Linked DNA regions of Sus scrofa: regions 1 and 2 are each linked to region 3. Evidence: chromatin contacts called from public HiChIP or PLAC-seq data. All regions are on one chromosome and are shown on one strand. The core of a region is the stretch at or near the end of the contact, and the rest is flanking DNA. Distances in the headings are between cores, read along the strand shown.

Region 1 (4,594 bases), core at 1,680-4,179, 85 kb before region 3:
AGCACGATATTTTTATCTTCAAATGTGTTTTAACAAATCACACGCCTTCTTTCATAATTTATTTAATAAATTAAATTGCGCACATCACTTGCTAAATGAGAAAAATTATCTTTATATATAATGGAGGCTATTAAATTTTTAAGTCCATGTTAAAATAAACTGCACACTATAATTGCAATAATGTTGATATAAAAGAAAACACTTTACCTAAATTCAATTCTTTATCATAGTTCAAAAAGTAACAAGATTGTTTTTTAAATTCTTGAAGAGGTTCGCAAATTATTTTACTCTGAAAGGAGTTCATAAATTTGAAAATGTTGCAAAATGCTAGTCTCATATAGAAGTCTTTTTGGTCAGATTCCAGGAATTTTAACCAATTTCATTTCTCTTGACCCTCAGCCTGCCTTTTCAAGGAAGCTAATCTCTCAGAGAAAGACTAAGTTATTGCAGTGTGAAGAGCCCAGAATCGGGAGAAAGGGTACAGTAGGAAAATGCAGTAGACAAGCCTAGCCTGGTCTAGGGCATGGAGAATCAGGGTAAACCAAAGGAAGAAGCAGGAAAAGTACTCCAGCCCAGAGGGAACAGCATGTGCAAAGGCCCAGAGGCCAGACAGAGAAAGCCACGTGCAAGGAATTGAAATAATCTGAGAAATTCAGAGAAGCCAAAGAATATAGAGTTTAAGTGAGAGGGTGAGAAAAGATGAGAGTGATTAAAACGAGAGGCAGGGGTCAAGCCCTGGAGAGTACTGCAAATAGTCTGAAGAAGAGCGGAATTTTTCCTCAGAGCAATGGGAAACCATTAACACATGGAGTAGAAATTAGATAAGCAAACTACAGTGTTTTTAATGACCTAAGTGTTCCACTCCAACAGAGAGCCAAAGTAGAAAGGAAATGTGAGACTTTTTATTTTTGGAGGGTTCAAGGCTTTTGAGACTCTTCATATAATGGCTCCCTCAACCTGAATACTCCAAAGAAAGCAAAATGCAAATGCCCCACAAAACACAAAGAGCCTGGCTGTCCAAGTATCAGCCAAAAAACCACCACCGGCTCTGATCTTTTGAATAGATCTGTAGCATCATTTAGACATGAGAGGCGGCAGCAGGGTATCTGCATGAGTGAGATTTGGGTTTCTGGGTTTCACTTTCCTTGTCTGAGAAACTGCGATTAGTATTTATCCTCTGCCTACCCACCTCACACCGTTTGAAGGCCACGTCTCAAACAATTAAGTGGAAAGGATTTTACCAGCTGCTTTGACTCAATCCCACAGACAAGAAGAAGTAAATGCTTCAGAATGTACAGTTAAAAGGCCGTCTGATCTCACTGCACACCCCTGAAAAAACATGCCACTGTTCAAACCCATAGATGGGTGTGTATTCACAATTTGTCAGCAGGAACAAAATTCAAAGTAAAGTCAGCTGACAAAAAACAAAACAAAACAAAACAACAACAACAGGGAGTTCCCATTGTGGCTCAGGGGTTAACGAATCCGACTAGGAACCATGAGGTTGTGGGTTCGATCCCTGGCCTCAATGGGTTAGGGATCCAGCATTGCCGTGAGCTGTGGATAGGTCACCAATGCGGCTTGGATCTGGCATTGCTGTGGCTGTAGTGGAGGCCGGCGGCTACAGCTCCGATTCGACCCCTAGCCTGGGAACCTCTATATGCCGCTAGTGCGGCCCTAGAAAAGGCAAAAAAGACAAAACCAAAACCAAAAAACTCCACAAAAAACAAACACAAAAAAAACTAAAGCAAATAAAATACAAACTAAAGACATTAAAACTCTGCTCTTGATTCAGTCTGTTTCCACAGTTATGGGGCAGGCTTGGTCCACCTGCAGCTGAGTAAATTAGCCTGCATTTGGGAGACTGGGGTTCTAGATCTGCAACTTGCATTGTATTTTTTTTTTTGGAAGCTCCCAGGCGAGGGGTCGAATCGGAACTACAGCTGCCAGCGTACACCAGAGCCACAGCAACAGGGGATCTGAGCCGCGTCTGCAACCTACACCACAGCTCACGGCGATGCTGGATCCTTAACCCACTGAACCAGGCCGGGGATCGAACCTGCAACCTCATGGTTCCTAGTCAGATTGGTTTCCGCTGCACCACGACAGGAACTCCGCTTTGTATTTTGTTGTTGTTGTTGAATTAGTCATGATTTTATATGTCCCCAAAAGTTACTGCCGATTTTAAACATCAAAGAGAAAGTAAAAGCATTGTGCTGTGGGTTCTATCCGAGAAAAACATCCAGTTCCTATTGTTTTGGTCGTCAGGGTTTTTAAAGGACATTCTAGAAAATCACCTTAAATTATTTAATGCAGCTCCAGACTTTTAGGCAGAGATTCTGTCCAAATTTACCTTTTAAAATATTTTTGAAAATATGAACATAATGTTTAGAGTAAAAGACATGAAATTACACAGTAGCCTGACTGGATGAACCCCATTCCCTTAGAAATTTCATTTTCCTTTCCAATAGAGTGACTTCTGCAACTTTTAGAAAAGAAACCCCTATTCTAGCTCTTTATCATGAAATGGCAGAGTTCTCCATAGGAAAGGCTGGGAGCACAGTTCCTCTAATTCCTAAGCTCTATGCCGGAGCATTTTACACACAGTCTGTACTATGACACTCAACACAATGTGTGGTAATTAGCAATTTACATCTGTCTTTGCTGCCAGGCTAGGAGCGCCCCAAGTCTGAGACCATGTCTTATTCATTGTTACATCCCAGCACCTAGCACAGCGTTGGCATAAATGTTGAATTGAAATAAATGGAAATGAGTTATGCTTTCCCTGTCTTCCACAACGAATCTTTGGCAGATTCCGACAAAGCCCCAGAGTTAACTACGTGCAGATCCTGGGGCAGCCAGACTCACAATGAGGACTTCAGCCTAATTACCTCTTTCTCCCCTCTTCCTTCCCCTTCCCTCTCCACCTCCAGCGGGAGTTCCCACTGGAAATTGCACAACTCTTTGTGTGGAGAGAAACAACCAGCTTAGTTCCTGTTGACCTGAACAGCATAATGTTCTGGCGCAATAATGTCTAACTTCATAGAAGAATAATCAGCCCAAATCCAGGTTCCTTTTTAACTAAGAACTGTCATTCCAATGTCAACTTTTTTTCTTTTCTTTCTTTCTTTTTTTGCGGGGGTGGGGGTGGGGGCTGTGCCTGAAGTATGTGGAAGTTCCCCGGCCAAGGACTGAACCCACATCACAGCAGCGATCCCAGTCACTGCAGTGACAATGCCAGGTCCTTAACCTGCTGCACCACATGGGAACTCCCCAACTTCAACTTCTATCTCACAAAGCTAGCACCTTCCAAGGCACCACTTCTCTCTCTTCACCAGTCTCATAATAAGCAAATACAACTTTAGGGTAGGCTAAAGCAATGTTTTAATTTTTCTGATTATGACCTATCATGAGAATACATGTTACACTGTGACCCAATACACACACACACAACTAAAAAAAAAATTGATGCAATATTTACCTTTTCTACATCCAATGCACTTTGATAGTTTCTATCCCCCCCTCCTTTTTTTAAATGCTATTTTATTTACATTTCCAAAGAGGTAGTGAGTGGTTGACAGAATTGGTTTCACAACCTGCTTGGTAAAGGGGTTACAATCTGGGAGTCAAAAACACAGTCAAACCTATCTGTGGATAAGTCTCTGGTCAGTGTTTTCAAAATCTATTTGGAGATTTGAGGCAATAACACAACAGCTCTTGAAACTAAAACACATTGAAAATCAGGTACATAAGATGAAATCCTCATCTAGAACAAACCATGCCACGCCACAATCTTCCTGTGGAAAACCATGCCATCACTGGGCTTCTCAGCATAAACAGAGGGACTTGGTACAAAGGTCAGAGTTAGACGGGATCCAGATATTCCTAATATCCAACTGAGCCAAGAGAGAACTACGTCCCCCCCAGTGAAACAACTCGACAGTGATGCTCTGGCTGTGTTTTTCTGGGAATGAAGGTGGGTAATGAAGAGAGTGATGCAGCCTAACCATCTCTTCCTGGAGTCTGAGTTTCAAAAGGCTTTCCCATCAATTTCTTCACTTAAATGCTTCTAGAAAGTTCCTGTCCAGAATTAGAAAGTATCATGCCAGTGGTACAGAAAAGTGCTTCAGGGAGCTCTCTTGTGATGCTGCGGGTTAAAGATATGGTGTTAAAACTGCAGCAGCTCAGGTTGCTGCTGTGGCATGGGTCTGATCACTGGTCCGGGACTTCCACATGCTGCAGGCATGGCCAAAAAAAAAAAAGTTTCAGAATGCTCTCTGGGGTAAGAGGGTTAACAGTAAGGTAACACCTTGAGAAACTAACTAAAATTATACCAAATATGCCAAAAATCATATGTGAGATTCTTGAAGCAGAAGAAGGGGAGAAGCGGGGTTAAGAGAAACATGTGTGGAGTTCCCGTCGTGGCGCAGTGGTTAACGAATCCGACCAGGAACCATGAGGTTGTGGGTTCAGTCCCTGCCCTTGCTCAGTGGGTTAACGATCCGGCGTTGCCGTGAGCTGTGGTGTAGGTTGCAGACGCGGCTCGGATCCCGCGTTGCTGTGGCTCTGGTGTAGGCCAGTGGCTACAGCTCCG
Region 2 (4,012 bases), core at 1,116-3,615, 120 kb before region 3:
AATGGCTCAAAAACAGGCCCAGACCTGATACATCCTTTTTCATCTGATTAAAAGGTTAGAACTTTTCTAAAGTCTCTTTAATTTGGTATCAAGAAAGGCTACTAAGGGAGTTCCCGTCATGGCTCAGAGGTTAACGAACACAGCTAGCATCCATGAGGACGCAGGTTCGATCCCTGGCCTCGCTCAGTAGATTAAGGATCCAGCATTGCCATGAGCTATGGTGTAGGTCACAGATGTGGCTTGGATCCTGCATTGCTGTGGCTGTGGTGTAGGCCGGCAGCTAGAGCTCCGATTCGACCCCTAGCCTGGGAACTTCCATATGCCATGGAAGACAAAAAGACAAAACAAACAAAAAAAGCCTTCTAGAGATGTACATGTATTTTTTCTACTAGAGATGTACTATGTATTTTTTCCATATGGCTTCCCTGAACCATGCTGTAAAGTAAATTTCCAATTCATTCATCCTCTGTCTGGAAATTCAGTATGTGTATTGGGGGGCTGGGAGTGGGGTGAGGGTTAATAAAAGAGGCAGCACTGAATTAAACTTTTTTTTTTTTTGGCCAAGGCCCTGGCTTGTGGAAGTTCTTGGGCCAGGGATCAAATCTGTGACACAGCTGTGACCTGTACCACAGCTGCAGCAACACTGGATCTTTAAGCTGCTGTGCCACACAGGAACTTCCAGCACTGAATTCTTTATAAGCCATGTTACCTTCACTCACTTCCAATTAGTGATGTATTGAAGACCTGGCAAGACAAATACTGAGAATGTACCAGAATCAGGTTAGCATCCAAGACAAAGCTCCTAACAATACCAGTTAATCTGTATTAGAAATTCCTGAATGGCTTCAGAAGGTGCTCCGGGAAGAGCGTGGGCATGCCTGCCTGAGTGTGTGCATGAGTGCGGCGTGTGTGTGTGTGTGTGTGTGTGTGTGTGTGTCGGCGGGGGGGGGGGGGGGGACTTGGTGGTAGGTAAGGGCACACATTTCTATCCAGGACCAGAGAGAACAGAGCAAAGAGGTGGCTGGCAAATCCAGTCCATGTATAAAGAGGCGGGGTGGTGAGAAGAGCAGAAAATCAATAAATCTAAGAAGCCAAATCTTTCTTAATTGTGCCTGACTTCCTAGGTGGATCTGATTCCATTCATTGTCCACTCAATGCCTGTGCTTTGTCCTCCAAAGGAAATGTCTGAGGCATCATTTCCACCTGTACGCTGCAGCATCAATTCTGCACAACTTCCTCCTTTGCTAAATCCTCGAGATGCTGCCTTATAAATGCAAAGAATTTCAAGCATCAACAGAAACCCCCACCCCACCCCCAGAACTTGGTTCTGAACATCTGTTGTTTACAAGGGTTCAGGCTGAGAGCTGCCAGACTTGTTCTGCAACCTCTACTTTAACACAGAGGCTGCCAGGGAGGGATGTCTGAATTTCATGCAAGGATGCCCTGTCCCAACTGCTTAAGCAGGAATCGGCAAACACGGCTCAGCATCCTCCCGTTGAAGATAATCCTAGTTTGTTCGATTCATTTTCTAATCCTGGTTCTTTAACCAGCTGTACCCAAACTATGTTAAGAAGAAGAGCTGTGCTCATTGATCCTCCTTGAATTAAAACCCGCGGGGCACTGATCCAATCATCAGTGGGGGTATAGCAGGACAGGAGATGGCGAGACGGATTTCAACTCTGAAAAACCCAAAACCCTATTTTTTTTCTCATTCTCCCTGAGTCTTTCCTTAACCCTGGGCTCTTTGCACACGACTCTGTTTCTCTTCAGAGCCTGATACTTCGGTGAAGTACAGAAATTAGACATGAAAGTCTTTATTTCAATTAACTTGGGACGAAATCTAATAGAGAGCATAACTGTGATCCTTAACCTCCCCTGGCAGAGCCAAGCGTGAGCGCTCCCGAGCCCTCTACCTTCTTCCCCCTGCTTCCCAGTGACGACCGAACCCTGCTTTACACGGGGTCCTATTTTTAGATCCGTGTGCCCATGCGCACATGTGTGCTTATTATTCTCTCCCAGCCTGTCTGATTTTCCCCGTTTCAATTATGAGAGTCCTCACGGAAGAGACTGTCTTTTCTTCTTATCTTGTAAACCCTCCCACTTACCACAGTCAGCTCCCAATAAAGATGACATGGCTTCTGCCTTTAAAAGAGAACTGGATCAAAGTCAATTCACTTAATTGGCTATGAATTCCTGAGAAGGAAAAGATCCTGCAAACCCGCCTCACATTGCTTCCTGTGTCTACTGTGGAATTATGAGGGGCTTACAAGAGCCAAGGAAATGAATACTTAAAAGTTCCCCTGTGCCCAGCACTGTAGTTAAGGGACACGGTCACCAGGGCTCCCGCGAGCTGAAAGCCTGAGGTGTGTCTGCTGACATTCCAGCGGCAGAGCCTGTGAGACACAGGAAGCCCCCAGCCTCCAACATCCTCCCAACTGTGCATAAAAAGCATGTTTTGCTCCCAGTCTGCCCTCTATCATTCTCTGCCCTAAAAGGATAATATGAAGCCATTTACGCAGAAGCTTGGAAGCTTTCTGTTTGGCCTCCTGAGACAAACAACCCCGTAAACCACAGTCTGTTAGGCTCATCACTGAGATTTGTGCTGCCCTGGCCTGCTGGTCTTGATGGTGGCCCCTGCAGGAGGCTGAACACGACGTGTATTATTTTATTCGCCCAGGGTGCAGTGGGGACCTCTGGACCTCCACACGGTGCCTTTAATGATTTGGCAATTAGTACTAACTATTAATTCCGTGAGGACAAGGACATCAGAGGGTGACGGAGAGACAAATTACCTCCTCTGGACGATGATGAGCCTGGATCTAAAAATAACACGCCAGGGTTAAATACCTGGTTCAAGGTAGTTCATGACACCTTGTGACTAAGCCCGCTTAGAGGACAAAACACACAATTGCTGAGTTTTTATAAGAACTGGACATACAATTATAGAGAGTCACATAATTACAGATTTCCTCCCAATGCAGCCATATCAGAAAAATCAAGAGGCAGGAAGAGGGCCTGTCATTCGTGAGGTCCCATGGGAGTCACCGAAGAAAATGGAGACAGACATTCTATTACCTAAGGCCAGGCTTAAGAATGCTTAACTCTGCAGGGGAATAAATGGTGAGTCTAATTCGCCAGGGTTTTAACTCGTATAGCTATATTTGGTCCCAACTCCCGAGGACAAGAAAAACTGCCACAGCTACTTACATTTATTCTGGGTCAAGCACTGTCCGAGGGGCTTCCCATACATTAACTCATGTAATCAGCATAACAACTTCACAAGGTGGATGCTGTTATTACTCACAACTTACCAATAAGAAAACTGGGGCAACTAAAAACCTTCATCTAAAATCACATGGCTTGGAGCTCCCATCATGGCTCAGGGGAAACGAATCTGACTAGTAACCACAAGGATGCAGTTTCGATCCCTGGCCTCACTCAGTGGGTTAAGGATCCAGCGTTGCCATGAGCTATGGCGTAGGTCACACACGTGGCTCGGATCTGGTATGACTGTGGCTGTGGCGTAGGCCAGTGGCTACAGCTCTGATTTGACCCCTAGCCTGGGAACCTCCATATGCAGCCCTTAAAAAAAAAAAAAATTTCAGGAGTTCCCGTCGTGGCGCAGTGGTTAACGAATCCGACTAGGAACCATGAGGTTGCGGGTTCGGTCCCTGCCCTTGCTCAGTGGGTTAGCGATCCGGCGTTGCCGTGAGCTGTGGTGTAGGTTGCAGACACGGCTCGGATCCTGCGTTGCTGTGGCTCTGGCGTAGGCCGGTGGCTATAGCTCCGATTCAACCCCTAGCCTGGGAACCTCCATATGCCGCGGGAGCGGCCCAAAAAATAGTAACAACAACAACAAAAAGACAAAAGACAAAAAGACAAAAAAAAAAAAAAAAAAAAAAATTTCACACAGCTAGTAGGTAGAAAATTCAGGATCACAAGCCCAGGAAATCTGGTTCCAGAACCTGTGATCTTGACAATCACCTTCTGCAGTGATGATAATTACATCAGC
Region 3 (4,265 bases), core at 1,557-4,056:
ATGATTCCGAATAGCGTCAATGAAAAAAGCATCCGCGCAAAGCAAAACAGTCCCCTGCTTGTGGCAAGGTTGACGAGAAACCCCAAATAGCCAAGCGCATTACATCATCTCAATGAACAATGTTTGTAAATACACAGAACTGTTTAATTTTGAGACACTTGTGAGAATTCCTTCACCAATAAGGAATCAGCAGATACAGTTTTATTAACACCTATCAGCCTTGAACCTTCCAAAAAATAAACATGTAAAATCACTTTGCACCTTAGTCAAACGGCATGTGCTTCTGGAGAGAAATCTGAGAAAGTCAAAGTTATTAACACTCCCTATGGCAACAGTTAAGAATAGGATACATAAAAAGAAGAATGACATATCTGGTTAAAACTGCAGGGGGGATTCCAGGAGCAAAATGCAGTGCATCTGGACAGGACACTGAGGCCAATAGCCTATTGTTTATAAAAACAAGCCAGGATTATGAACAGTGACAAGAGGCCAAGACCTCAATTATAACTCACAACCACACCTCTCCCAACCCCAGTTCAACTGAAACTATCCGTCAGTCAACTCCCCCATCTCTGTAATAAACCCACGAATATTTGCAGCCAAGTGGATAGAAGGTCCCTCAGGGCACCTCCAGCACTGACCAAGCTGATGACATTAAAAAGATCCTACAGGCACAATGGGGACCTGAAACTACCTTCCAACCTTCCAGGGATAAGGCAGCTGCCCATTTCAAACTCTACCCCCACCCTCACTCCCAGCAATCATTAGAGGGAAGACATGGCCCTTCCCAAGTCCTCTATGATAGGAAAAGGTCTCCTTGCATTGGTGCAGGGAAAGAAGGAGGGGCCCCTCCCTCTGTACTCTGAAACAAAGGAAAACCCAGAGCTCCAACCATGTGGTGTAACATTCAAGGCCACCCACCTCTCCCACCCCCCCAGCTGAGGTCTCAATGGGCTAGCGACACATGGCTTTTCCAGTCACTGGCCAGGAAGGGACAGTACCTTGCACAACCATATGCTGGGGCTCTTTAACAGGCAGGAACCCCTTCTATGGGAACTGCTGGTTTAAAAAAAAAAAAAAGGGCTATCTAGAAAGAGGTTTTGATTTATGTCAAATTCAGTCGGGCAGGCAACTAGACGTGCCCGACTGGTCACCTGTTTTCTCTAGGTCCACATTTTGCTTCACCCTTCACATTTTTGCAGAGAGGGATGTGGGCCTTTAAAAGCATGTATTCTGGAGCAGAGGACAACACAGAAGGGTTAAACAATTATGTCTTCCCAGTCTCCAGAATCAGCACCACCCAGCAACATCCCAGTTCCATTCAGGTTTAGGTGAGGGCGGAGACGGGGTGTGAGTGACCTTATTCTTTCGGTTCTCTGACTTCTGACTGAATGCAGACAGCCAGAGACCAGGCAGGTACAAGGTCCACCCAAGGTGGCCACAGACTTTCTGGGTCTGATGCCATAGCAAATGTCATGTTTTGATCTAGTGCATCAGGAAAAAAACCAAAAAAACCCAAAAAACCCTGCCTCCCCCAGGGCTCTCCAAATGGTACACCTTCTCCACGGTATGCCTTTTCCTGCCTGGACTCCTCTTCCACCTCTGAAATAAATTCCCAAACACCTGTCAGATTTCAGCTGTCCTTCAAGGAAACCAGACCCAGGCACCCAGAGGCAAATTGCCGCCTTTCTCTCTCCAAGAACCTCCTGCCCCTCCCCCACCCCATTTAGCCTGGAGGAAAGGACTGCCAAAATAATGGCCAGCCCTAGGACAAGTCTAAAGCCAACTCCAAAAATTCATTTCCAGATCCTATGGCCCCTGCTATGGACAATCCCTCAGAGACTCAGACTCACCTAAGAAACCACCTCTAGGGTCACCTGCCCCCTACCTGCTCCACCCAAAGAAATGAACATCCTGCAAATCATGGAAATACAGGTCTCAATGGTCCACAGAGCACATGCATTATGTTATTTTTCAAAGCCCTTACCTTTGACCTGAGTATCGTACTCCGCTATGATCTCCTTATCCTTTTTGAATTTGGCTGGAGACGTCATGTTTTCCTTCTTTCTTCCAAATTCGAATTGTGAATTGATAGATCCACGGGGAAAATCCAACCACCGAAATCAATACCTCCAAGATCGCTTCTCCCGCGGGCAGAAGGGGCCCCCCGCGGTGGTCTCCAGCGCTCCGGGGAGCGCGGGCTGCGGGTTGGGCAGGCGACTACGGCGGGCACATGCAGTCGGTGGGCGCTGGGGCCGGGCGCGGCGTTGGTCGGTTCCTGTGCTAGAGCCCAAGCCGCAGCCTCAGCATTAGCCAGGAGAACTGCAGCGCCCGGAGGTTGGCCTGGGGTCTGACATCAACGACACAGGCGGGGAGTGGAAGTCCTTCCGCACAACATGGTGTGGGGGTGCGGGGGTGTGGACGCGCCCAGCTGGGTCCCCGGGAGGGAGCGGGTGCGTCTCTGGGTGCTGGGGGAGGGCTGGGCGTGCTTCGCGGTTTTTTGTTGCACAGACTCGAAGATGCTGCAAATCAAATCCCAAACGGGAGCCGCAGCAGCGTAGACTGGATCGGAAGTCGTTTGCTCCGGTTCACTTGCCTGTAAATGCAGGGGAAAGGGGAGGGGGCGATCAGCCCCAGTGCAGATCCTAATCGCTGCGGGGGTGGGGTAGGGGACGCCGTTTCCAGGCTGGCCTGGGCCCATTCATCTCGGCCAAACGCTGCCGGGCCCTCAGAGCCCGGCGCAGAGAGGTGGGGAGGAAGGAAGCTCCCTCCGGATTTTGTTTTAAGGCTGAAAAAAAAAAAACACTTTGGAGCAGCCGCCTTAGCAGGCTTTGGGTGGGGACTGCGGCGGGAACGCGGGGCTCCGGGCGGGGACTGCGGCACCTCGGCGGCCTCCCGAACTGGGCAGCGTCAGCCGGAGGGAACTCTCCCGGCCCTGCCTCCGACGCGGTCCCCGACCCGGGCTGGGACAACTCCCTGGACTTCAAAGGGGATCAAAGCCGGGGAGGGACAAGGCACCCGGGCACAACTTTTCTTCCCCTCCGCCCCTCCTCTCAGTTGTTTTGTTTTTGGTTACTAGCTTCTCTTGGCAGCAAAATGTTGCAGGGGGGGGCGGGGGGGGTAGATCTGCAGGAAAAAGCCTGCTCGGCACGGGACACATCCAGGAAAACAATGTGGTCGGCAGAAGCAGGAAACTGGTTAGAGGCGAGGGTCGGAGTCGGGAAAACCGGGAAGGCGGGGGTGGGGGACGGGGGGACGGAAGGCAGCCGCCGCCTGTCCCAAGTCAGGGACAAGAGTGACTCTAAATGCCACCCCTAATTGGTCACCCAAGCCCAGAGATCTCAGATACCGCACCCAATCCCAGGCTGGGGGTTAGGGCAAGGCCAGTGAGGGCAGCAGTCCCGACTCCTCGCACCAGGAGGTGCCCTAGGAGATTCCGCTTCGACCCAGGCCCAGGAGGCGGGAGAGAAGAGGGCGGAGTGTAGTGCCGGGAGTCTCGCTACAAGACGCGCTGTAAGCGGCGACTCTCCCTCCTGGGCCGCCCGGTTCCCTTTCCGCGCCGGGAGTCTCCCACTTCCCCCGCCTGAAGAAAGGGCCGCACTGAGGGAGGAAGGGAGAGCAGAAGCGGCGTGGTGATTCAGGCCGGCAGGAAGAGAGGAGGGGGGTGAGAGGTGGGGTCCTAAGACTGCACGGGAGCCAGGGATAACTGGAGCTTCTGCACGCGCTTGATAGGCGGGGAGAGGGCAAAGGGAGGATAACCCTGGGGCTGGGGGGGAAGTTAGGAGACTATTGTGGGCCGCGATGCTACACGCAGCGCTAGGATGTTAACAACTTTGCGGTTCCAGATATGTCTGGGAACTGGAGCGCGTAAAGAGGAGCCATTCAGGTCCGGCTGGGGGCTCGGGCAGGGGAAGAGCCCCGGAAGCAGTGCGGAACACCCATCCTTCTAGGTCCAGGGCTGTAACTGGGCTGTCTGCCGGGGCTTGGAGACAGAGTAAGAGGGCAGCTGATGGCTGCAAGTGATGCCACCGACGGTTGCCAAAAGGTGGACCGAGGCTGCCCATGTGCAGGACTTGGGGAGGGGGCTGGGTGCGGACTGCGCGGCTGCATGTGAGCCAACGCAGAGTCCTAGGCAGTATGGTGATAGGCGGAGATGCAGTCCTGAGTAGTATTATGGGCTGCACTGGGAGACTGGGAGTAGGTCATGGGGGGAGGGGGTCTGAGATATTCCAAGCGACAATGTTAAAGCGTTGCCGAAAGCAGCA

What was found. HiChIP or PLAC-seq counts read pairs in DNA pulled down with a chosen protein or histone mark.
Region 1: a contact with region 3 is called in an H3K27ac HiChIP or PLAC-seq map of alveolar macrophages. The contact joins the enhancer-like site here to the promoter of FAM72A in region 3. A contact is called at or near these places in 1 of 5 promoter capture datasets (fetal skeletal muscle), 4 of 47 Hi-C or Micro-C datasets (alveolar macrophages, liver, omental adipose tissue and 1 more) and 1 of 2 datasets of contacts at active chromatin or transcription factors (alveolar macrophages).
Region 2: a contact with region 3 is called in an H3K27ac HiChIP or PLAC-seq map of skeletal muscle. The contact joins the enhancer-like site here to the promoter of FAM72A in region 3. A contact is called at or near these places in 1 of 5 promoter capture datasets (liver), 5 of 47 Hi-C or Micro-C datasets (heart right ventricle, liver, psoas muscle and 1 more) and 2 of 2 datasets of contacts at active chromatin or transcription factors (alveolar macrophages and skeletal muscle).

What each region holds. Positions count from the first base shown.
Region 1 is chr9:66,922,911-66,927,504 of Sscrofa11.1, reverse strand. All of the region lies in intron 2 of SRGAP2 (SLIT-ROBO Rho GTPase-activating protein 2), which reads right to left. Among named protein-coding and RNA genes, the nearest start is that of FAM72A, 85 kb to the right of the region's middle. Within about 2 kb of position 2,929, at least 11 of the 83 cell types and tissues checked have an H3K27ac peak or open chromatin away from gene starts, as enhancers often do. A contact at or near this core is called in alveolar macrophages and liver, where this site is marked.
Region 2 is chr9:66,960,269-66,964,280 of Sscrofa11.1, reverse strand. The region is part of intron 3 of SRGAP2 (SLIT-ROBO Rho GTPase-activating protein 2); the gene reads right to left. Among named protein-coding and RNA genes, the nearest start is that of FAM72A, 120 kb to the right of the region's middle. Within about 2 kb of position 2,365, at least 28 of the 83 cell types and tissues checked have an H3K27ac peak or open chromatin away from gene starts, as enhancers often do. A contact at or near this core is called in liver and skeletal muscle, where this site is marked.
Region 3 is chr9:66,838,321-66,842,585 of Sscrofa11.1, reverse strand. It overlaps FAM72A (protein FAM72A), which reads left to right and starts at 2,806. Exons shown (of 5, transcript XM_021063305.1): 1 at 2,806-3,513. SRGAP2 (SLIT-ROBO Rho GTPase-activating protein 2) reads right to left here. Exons shown (of 23, transcript XR_002335789.1): 2 at 1,988-2,596.